Linked DNA regions of Ovis aries: region 1 is linked to region 2. The links are chromatin contacts, called in public Hi-C maps. All regions are on one chromosome and are shown on one strand. The core of a region is the stretch at or near the end of the contact, and the rest is flanking DNA. Distances in the headings are between cores, read along the strand shown.

What was found. A called contact is a pair of places that touch in the nucleus more often than the background predicts.
Region 1: a Hi-C map of liver shows a contact between it and region 2, with 6 times the contacts expected there. The contact joins two enhancer-like sites. A contact is called at or near these places in 5 of 16 Hi-C or Micro-C datasets (blood, liver, mixed tissues and 1 more).

The regions. Positions count from the first base shown.
Region 1 is chr23:34,115,113-34,118,731 of ARS-UI_Ramb_v3.0, forward strand. No RefSeq gene overlaps it. Among named protein-coding and RNA genes, the nearest start is that of RBBP8, 95 kb to the left of the region's middle. Within about 2 kb of position 2,074, at least 10 of the 54 cell types and tissues checked have an H3K27ac peak or open chromatin away from gene starts, as enhancers often do. A contact at or near this core is called in liver, where this site is marked.
Region 2 is chr23:33,621,641-33,625,248 of ARS-UI_Ramb_v3.0, forward strand. The region is part of intron 3 of TMEM241 (transmembrane protein 241); the gene reads left to right. Among named protein-coding and RNA genes, the nearest start is that of TMEM241, 11 kb to the left of the region's middle. Within about 2 kb of position 2,246, at least 8 of the 54 cell types and tissues checked have an H3K27ac peak or open chromatin away from gene starts, as enhancers often do. A contact at or near this core is called in liver, where this site is marked.

The sequences.
Region 1 (3,619 bases), core at 824-3,323, 490 kb after region 2:
TGGTAGCCTGCCAGGATCCTCTGTCCATGGGATTCTCCAGGCAAGAATACTGCAGAGGGTTGCCATTTCCTTCTCCAAGGGATCTTCCTGACCCAGGGACTGAACCTGCATCTCCTGTGTCTCCATGATTTACTGCTGAACCACCTGGGAAGCCAATTAATTCAAAATATATTCAAGAGTAACTGACTACATGCTAGGTACATTTTGAGATCTGAAGTTAAGAGGGAGCTTGCTATTTCAGAATGGTTCAATAAGATCAGAATACTGGGTTTCCATAAGGTATCAGAACGAAATGAGGCTCAAGAGGCTGAAGGTCAAATAACAAAGGAGTCTTGGTGCCACATGAAGGATTTTTAACATTGATCTTTTAAAGAGAAAGAATAAGAACTTCATTCAGTAAGGAATTAGGATTGGAGAGGGCTTCCTTAGTAGCTCAGAGTGTAAAGAATCTCCCTGCAATGCAGGTTTAATCTGGGTTTAATCCCTAGGACGGGAAGATCCCCTAGAAGAAGTCATGGCAATCCACTTCAGTATTCTTGCCTAGGAAATCCCGTGGACAGAGGAGCCTGGTGAGCTACAGTCCATAGGGTCGCAAAGAGTCGGACACGACAGAACATGCACACATGCATAATTAATCAGCTAATTAATTAAGCAATAATAGTGTCTGGCCCATAGCAGGTACTCACTATATAGAAAGTATTATTTTTCATTTTGTCGGTAAACTGCCAACCCTACTTTTACATTCATCTCAGTCCAACCAAAGGCCAGAATTTTTTTTTTTTTTTAACCCTTCCCTTTTTGGCCGAACCTGGAGGCATGTGGGATCTTTGTTCTCCGACCAGGTATCACACCCACATCCCCTGCATTGCAGAATTGTAACTACTGGATTGCCAGGGAAATCCCAGAATCCTCTGTTCTGAAACACATATTCTCAAAGGTTGAGGTCATCCTGGGTAGGGAGGGAGTTGGAGGCTGAGATTGCATAATCTATGGTTAGCGGTCATAACTGGCCATGGGCATAGACTCAAGGGAGATTCAAGTCACCTTGAGGTGCCTCAGTGTCGTCGTAATCTCTTTTCTATCTCTGGAAACAGAACAGTTGTCCCCTAAGAAGGGGAGACAGCTACTCTGTCTTCTTCCCTTAGGATATTGTTGCTGTTCAGTCACTCAATCATGTCCAGCTTTTTGGTACCCCAAGGACTGCAGCACACCAGCCTCCTCTGTCCTTCACCATCTCCTGGAGTTTGCTCAAACTCATGTCCATTGAGTCGATGATGCCATCCAACCATTTCAACCTCTTTTGTCCTCTTCTCCTCCTGCCTTCAATCTTTCCTAGCATCAAGGTCTTTTCCAATGAGTTGGCTCTTTTTATGGAGTGGTCAAATTATTTGAGCTTCAGCTTCAGCATCTGTCTTTCAAATGAATATTTTCAGGGTTGATTTCCTTTAGGATTGACTTGTTTGACCTCCTTGTAGTCCAAGGGACTCTCAAGAGTCTTCTCCAGCACCACAGTTCAAAATTATCAATTCTTTAGCACTCAGCTGTCTTTATGGTTCAACTCTCATATGCCTACTCACATCCAACTCTCACATCCTCAGGATAGAGAGACTCATTTATTAGGCAGGTTAACTGTTTTGTTGGTAGGCAGAGTATCTAGCTCTGGGGTTGAGGGAAGGAGATGTGCCTTTTGATGGAGAAAAAGGTCAGACACATGCTGGCATGGCCTTCTTAGCAGAGGGCAAGGTCAGCTGGTAAAGAATCTGCCTGCAATGTGGGAGACCCGGGTTCGATCCCTGGGTTGGGAAGATCCCCTGGAGGAGGAAACGGCTACCCACTCCAGTATTCTGGCCTGGAGAATTCCATGGACTACAGTCTATGGGGTCGAAAAGAGCTGGACACGACTGAGTGACTTTCACTTTCACTTTCAAGGGAAATATAATCAGAGAAGGGTGAGCTGAGGGAAGTCAAGTGGGGTGTGGGCAGCTGTGTTGGAGAGGCCAGCCCAGGGAGGTGTAGTCTCAGCACTGAGAGGAGGGTGTGAGACGCACGCTAGGCTGGCAGTGGACTGGGCTGAGGAGGTGTGGGGGAGGGAATCACCGTGATGACTGTGAAAGAGCCCTGAATGACAAGTCATGTGTTCCTGGCCTGGATCGACCTTGAATTACTAATTGTGTTCCTTTGTCTGGTCACATGTTTCCCTGAGCTTTGTCCAGGGCACACTGGGGAAATGACTGTATTAAATCTGATTCATTTCAGTAAAGTGTAATATGATTTTAAAGCTGTAACATACAACTGTATAGGTAGCACTTATAAATTAAAAGTATAGTTATTGAGTTTTCCAGAATTCATTCTTGTGGGACTTTATCTCACAACTTTGTCATTAGGAAGCACAAATATGCTCTGAAATAAATCCATTTGTCATTTAAAAAGTCATTAAAAAGTTAATATCAAAGAAACTAGATCATTTTATCATGTTTAATTTCCACTTTTTATAAAGAAATGCACAGATAGCTTTACATTTTTTATTATCTTGTCAAACAGTTTCTAAAAGAATTCTGTATATAAAACATTTTAGTTTTAGGACCTAAATATAATTATTTTGGGGATCAAGTCTAAACTACTTTTAAACAGAAACTTTTAAGAAGTCTTTTAAAAAGATGATACCAAAAATTAAATCTCATTGATTATTATTTCCTACAAGATTGGATTTTTTAATGCAGAGATGAAGGTAAGTGTGATAAAATGAGCAAATTTTTCTTAGAAAGAAAAAGTCGCAAGAACCTCCCCCTGTAAAACAGGGGCCTCCCTTTCACAATTAAATCTATTTTAAAATAATTCTAATTGGCAAAGTACCGAGTTTAAATCCCTGCAAGATCTGATTACAGCAAGTTCTTGGACAAATGCTTATCTCTAATTAATAGTATTTTCATCTATGCTAACTATGTGGTTGTATGACACAGCCTTGCAAATTGTATCATACCCCAAAACCGAACTGATTAAGCACAATGATTTCCCCAATGAATTTGGGGTTAGTCCCAAAGAAAGAATCCAGAGTTTACTGATGTTATTTGGGAAAATGTTTTTTACGGTCAGTCCAGGAACATGTCATCGGATTTCTTATACAGATTTTGTTCCTGAGAGATGGAAAACAATCCCTTTCTGTGATTAGCCTTCGGCTCTAAAAGATCTTGCAATTCTGCGTCTGCTCACGGACAGAATAAAAGAGGGTGAGGTGTCAGAGTCTCTGCAGTCATTCTGATCACCTTTGCTCCTCTAGGACGGAAACAGACGGAGCTAAGTTTACATTTTATGTTGGTTTGTTTTCCCTCCCTAAGTTTTGGTTTTACTGGAACAGGTCATTTTACGTCCTCTGCAACGAAAGATGAATTCCCACTCATATAGGACTGCTGGCCGACCTCACAGGGCCTCTGTTGACGGAGCTCTGCAGGTACATGGCAATCCCTGGCTGTTCCAGCCAGGCCCGTGTTTGCATCCGCAGCACTTTGCATCATAAACCATGGCTGAAGAGGATCTCACTGAAGCAATCCCATCCTGTTTGTCATCTTTCACCGCTTCCCTCAGCTAATTAGAGCCCAAGGAGAAGAATGCTAAGAACCTG
Region 2 (3,608 bases), core at 996-3,495:
AAAGAAATGTCAAAGACCATGATATTTTTCAGCCAAAATGATCATCTGAATTGGCTATGTGAATCATAGATAAATCCTCACATAGGTAAAGCCTCATGATTCTTTGAGAACATCATGCCTCACCTGAAATGATGTAGAAAATGAAAAGAAAATGAAGTTAAGATTTACATAAATTAGGTAAATATCCCAGTTGAATGATCAGGCTAAGTCATTTGCCTTGTGGTCCGAGTTATCTGCCCACCTTCTCCATGAAGGTAAAGCTGCTTCCTTGCTAAGTCACCCCTTGGCTTAGCATACTGGAGAAGCTTTGGGAATGAGACCAGTAAAAATATTAATAATTTTGGCTTCTCCTGAAAACATATAACTGGAGAGCAAAATACTGATCTGAAGAGGTTTGACAAAGGTGAGGCCCTGGGAACTTGGGTGTGGATCAATTTCCCTGACCCTATTACATCATAGTTCATGTTCTGAAAGAATATCCCACATGAGATGCTTAACTAATCTGAAGGAATAGTTCATTAAGTCATACTCTTGCATTTCCATGATAGAGTGTTCTCTACTTGATAAAATACATATTGAGCATATGTCTTATACTCCGTTACTATGGTGGATAGTTCAGTGAGAACTGGGTCTCCATTTAAACAAATGTGGGCCCTGAATTCGCAAAGCGTGTGATAGTTCTATGATTTAGTTAAATAATAAAGCATTTGGACTCTGAATAGTTGAATGTATTCCTCCACAGAAGCAAGAGAATTGGCTGTCAGATTTTGGACTAGGGTCTACCAGGGCTGATCAACATGGGTCTTCCACTGTTACAGCATTCCTGACTATGATTAACTTGTAGTTTCTGATGAGAATTATTTACTTGTTCACAATGGTCATTTAAACATTACCTAGGGATTCCCAAGTGGTACTAGTGGTAAAGAATCAGCCTGCCAGTGCAGGAGACTCAAGAGACACGGGTTCAATCCCTGGATTGGGAAGATCCCCTAGAGAAGGAAGTGGCAACCCACTCCAGTACTCTTGCCTGGAGAATCCCATGGACAGAGGAACCTGGCCAGCTACAGTCCATGGGGTTTCAGAGTCAGATGTGACTGAACACAAGACTGGAAATATTACCTTACTCATATTTGTTTAAAAGCAATGCCATTGTTCATACTTGAACATTTTTTGGCATGTAAAAGATAGATAACATTTACTGTTTTAAAATAGTTTTAAAGTATATAGTTCAGTGGCATTAAGTACGTTCATAATATTGTGCAACCATTACCACCATCCATTTCCAGAACTTTTTATCATTCCAAACAGAAACTCTGTACCCATTACATGGCATAGCTCTGGCATTAAAAAAAAAAATCTTAAAAAATATAGCTACAGGACTTCCCTCGTGATCTGGTAATTAAGACTCCACGGTTCCACTATTGGCGGCATGGCTTCAGTCCCTGGTGAGGAAACCAAGATCCCACATACCTCGAAGACTGGCAAAATAAAAAATAAATAGATGATAGCTCCCCTCTCTCTCTACCCACCCCAGGCCCTGGTAAAGCTCGGTTATATTTTCTGTCTCTATGAATTTACCTACTCTGGGTACTTGTCCTTTTGGGACTGGTTTACTTCACTTGGCATAATACCTACACGCTTCATCTATGTTGAAGATTGTGTCAACATTTCCTTCCTTGTTAAGGCTTTTCGTTGTGTATATAGACCACATTTTGTTTTTATACCACATTGTATCCTGCATTTGGTGTATCCGTTTATCTGTTGATGGATTTCTTCATATTTTTATTGCTTTTTTTTGGAGGAGAGAAGGGGAAAATGACCAGTAGAGCTTAGTAAAGTCAAAGATACTCAAGATTCTTTCCTTGAAAGAAGTGGTTCTCAACAGAGAAGTTTGAGACCCACGAGACACTGCTGTCCCTTGAATACACATGATGTTAGGTGTTACCCATCTCAGAAGAGCCGTCATCATATTTCTTTTTAGTCCCCTTGCTAAAGCTCCCAGAGATTTTTTTCAGTTTTATTCCCTGGACTTCTTTGGTGGTTTCACAGCCACACACAAGATATCAGCCCACTTAAGCTTCTTGGGAAAGATTCTAGTGTCTTAGTTTGTAGTGGGTTTTGTGGTTGATAACGGGTGTCACAGCTCAGAATTTCCAGTCACCCCGGGCCCTGGACAGAAGGGTGTTACCAGGTAGCAAGCGGCAGGGACCCAGGACCAGGGCAGTTCATGGGCTGGGCAGAACTGGGTTTGTGTTTGCTGTGGCTGCTGTTTCCTACCAGGCTTGGCTTTCTGATGATGTCAGCAGAGAACCAAAGTCCAGCTTTGCTGTGTGACTGGACTTGTTCGCTGTGTGACTGTGGGCTTGTGCAGAGATAGTATAGGTTGGGCTCTACTCAGAAAGGAAACAACCCCAGGAAGACAGTTTGGAGTTCCCAGTGACATCATGGACATCCCCATCACCCATGGAGTGAGAGTGAAAGTCACTTAGTCGTGTCCAACTCTTTGTGACCCCGTGGACTATACAGTCCATGGAATTCTCCAGGCCAGAATACTGGAGTGGGTAGCCTTTCTCTTCTCCAGGGATCTTCCCAACCCAGGGATCAAACCCAGGTCTCCCATGTTGTGGGCGGATTCTTTACCAGCTGAACCACAAGGAAAGCCCCTCACCCATGGAGGGCAGGCCCCAAATTGGTCCTTCTTTTTTTTAAATTGGAGGATAATTGCTTTACAATGTTGTGTTGGTTTCTGTTATACAACAGTGTGAATCAGCCTTAAGTATACATATTATCCTCTCCCTCTTGAGCCTTGTGTTATATAGCAACTTCCTACTAGCTATCTATTTTACGCATGGTAAGTATATATATTTACCATGTGTATGGGCTTCCCAGGTGGCACTCGTGGTAAAGAACCTGCCTGCCAGTGCAGAAGACATGAAAGACATGGGTTCGATCCCTGGGTCAGGAAGATCCCCAGGAGTAGGACATGGCAACCCACTCCAGTATTCTTGCCTGGAGAATCCCATGGACGGAGGAGCCTGGCGGTCTATAGTCTAGTCTATAGGGTCGCAAAGAGTAGGACGCAACTAAAGTGATTTAGCCTGCATGCACCATGTGTATATGTTTCAGTGCTACTCTCTCAATTCATCCCACCCTCTCCAAATTGGTCTTTAATAGCCTATGCCATTGAGAGTTCATTTAAACTGTCCTTGTAGCCGGGAGTACAGGAGAATCCTAGATTCCCTCTCAAACAAGTCACAGAAACTAGCACCACGCTTCTTCCATTGCAGAGAGCCATGACTGCTGTGTGGGTCAGCCTCTGGCCATGTCATGTAGTGACTCCACCAACTGACCCGATGGAATCGTTCTTCTCCCAGGACGTTTGCCCAGCACCCAGTTGTTATCACCGGGTGCTGGATGATACCCTGGGAGGCTCTATCTTGGGAAAGATAGCACTGGTTTTCAGTCACAAGCTTCTCATTCTACAGTGGCTTCTGCTGTTGTCAGACCTTTGCAGAACATTGCAGTGAGTTTTCTAGCAGATGTTGGAAGGCCTGAGTGCAAGCTTTCTGTATTTACAAAATGTGATCCTGAATGAACATTGTGACCTG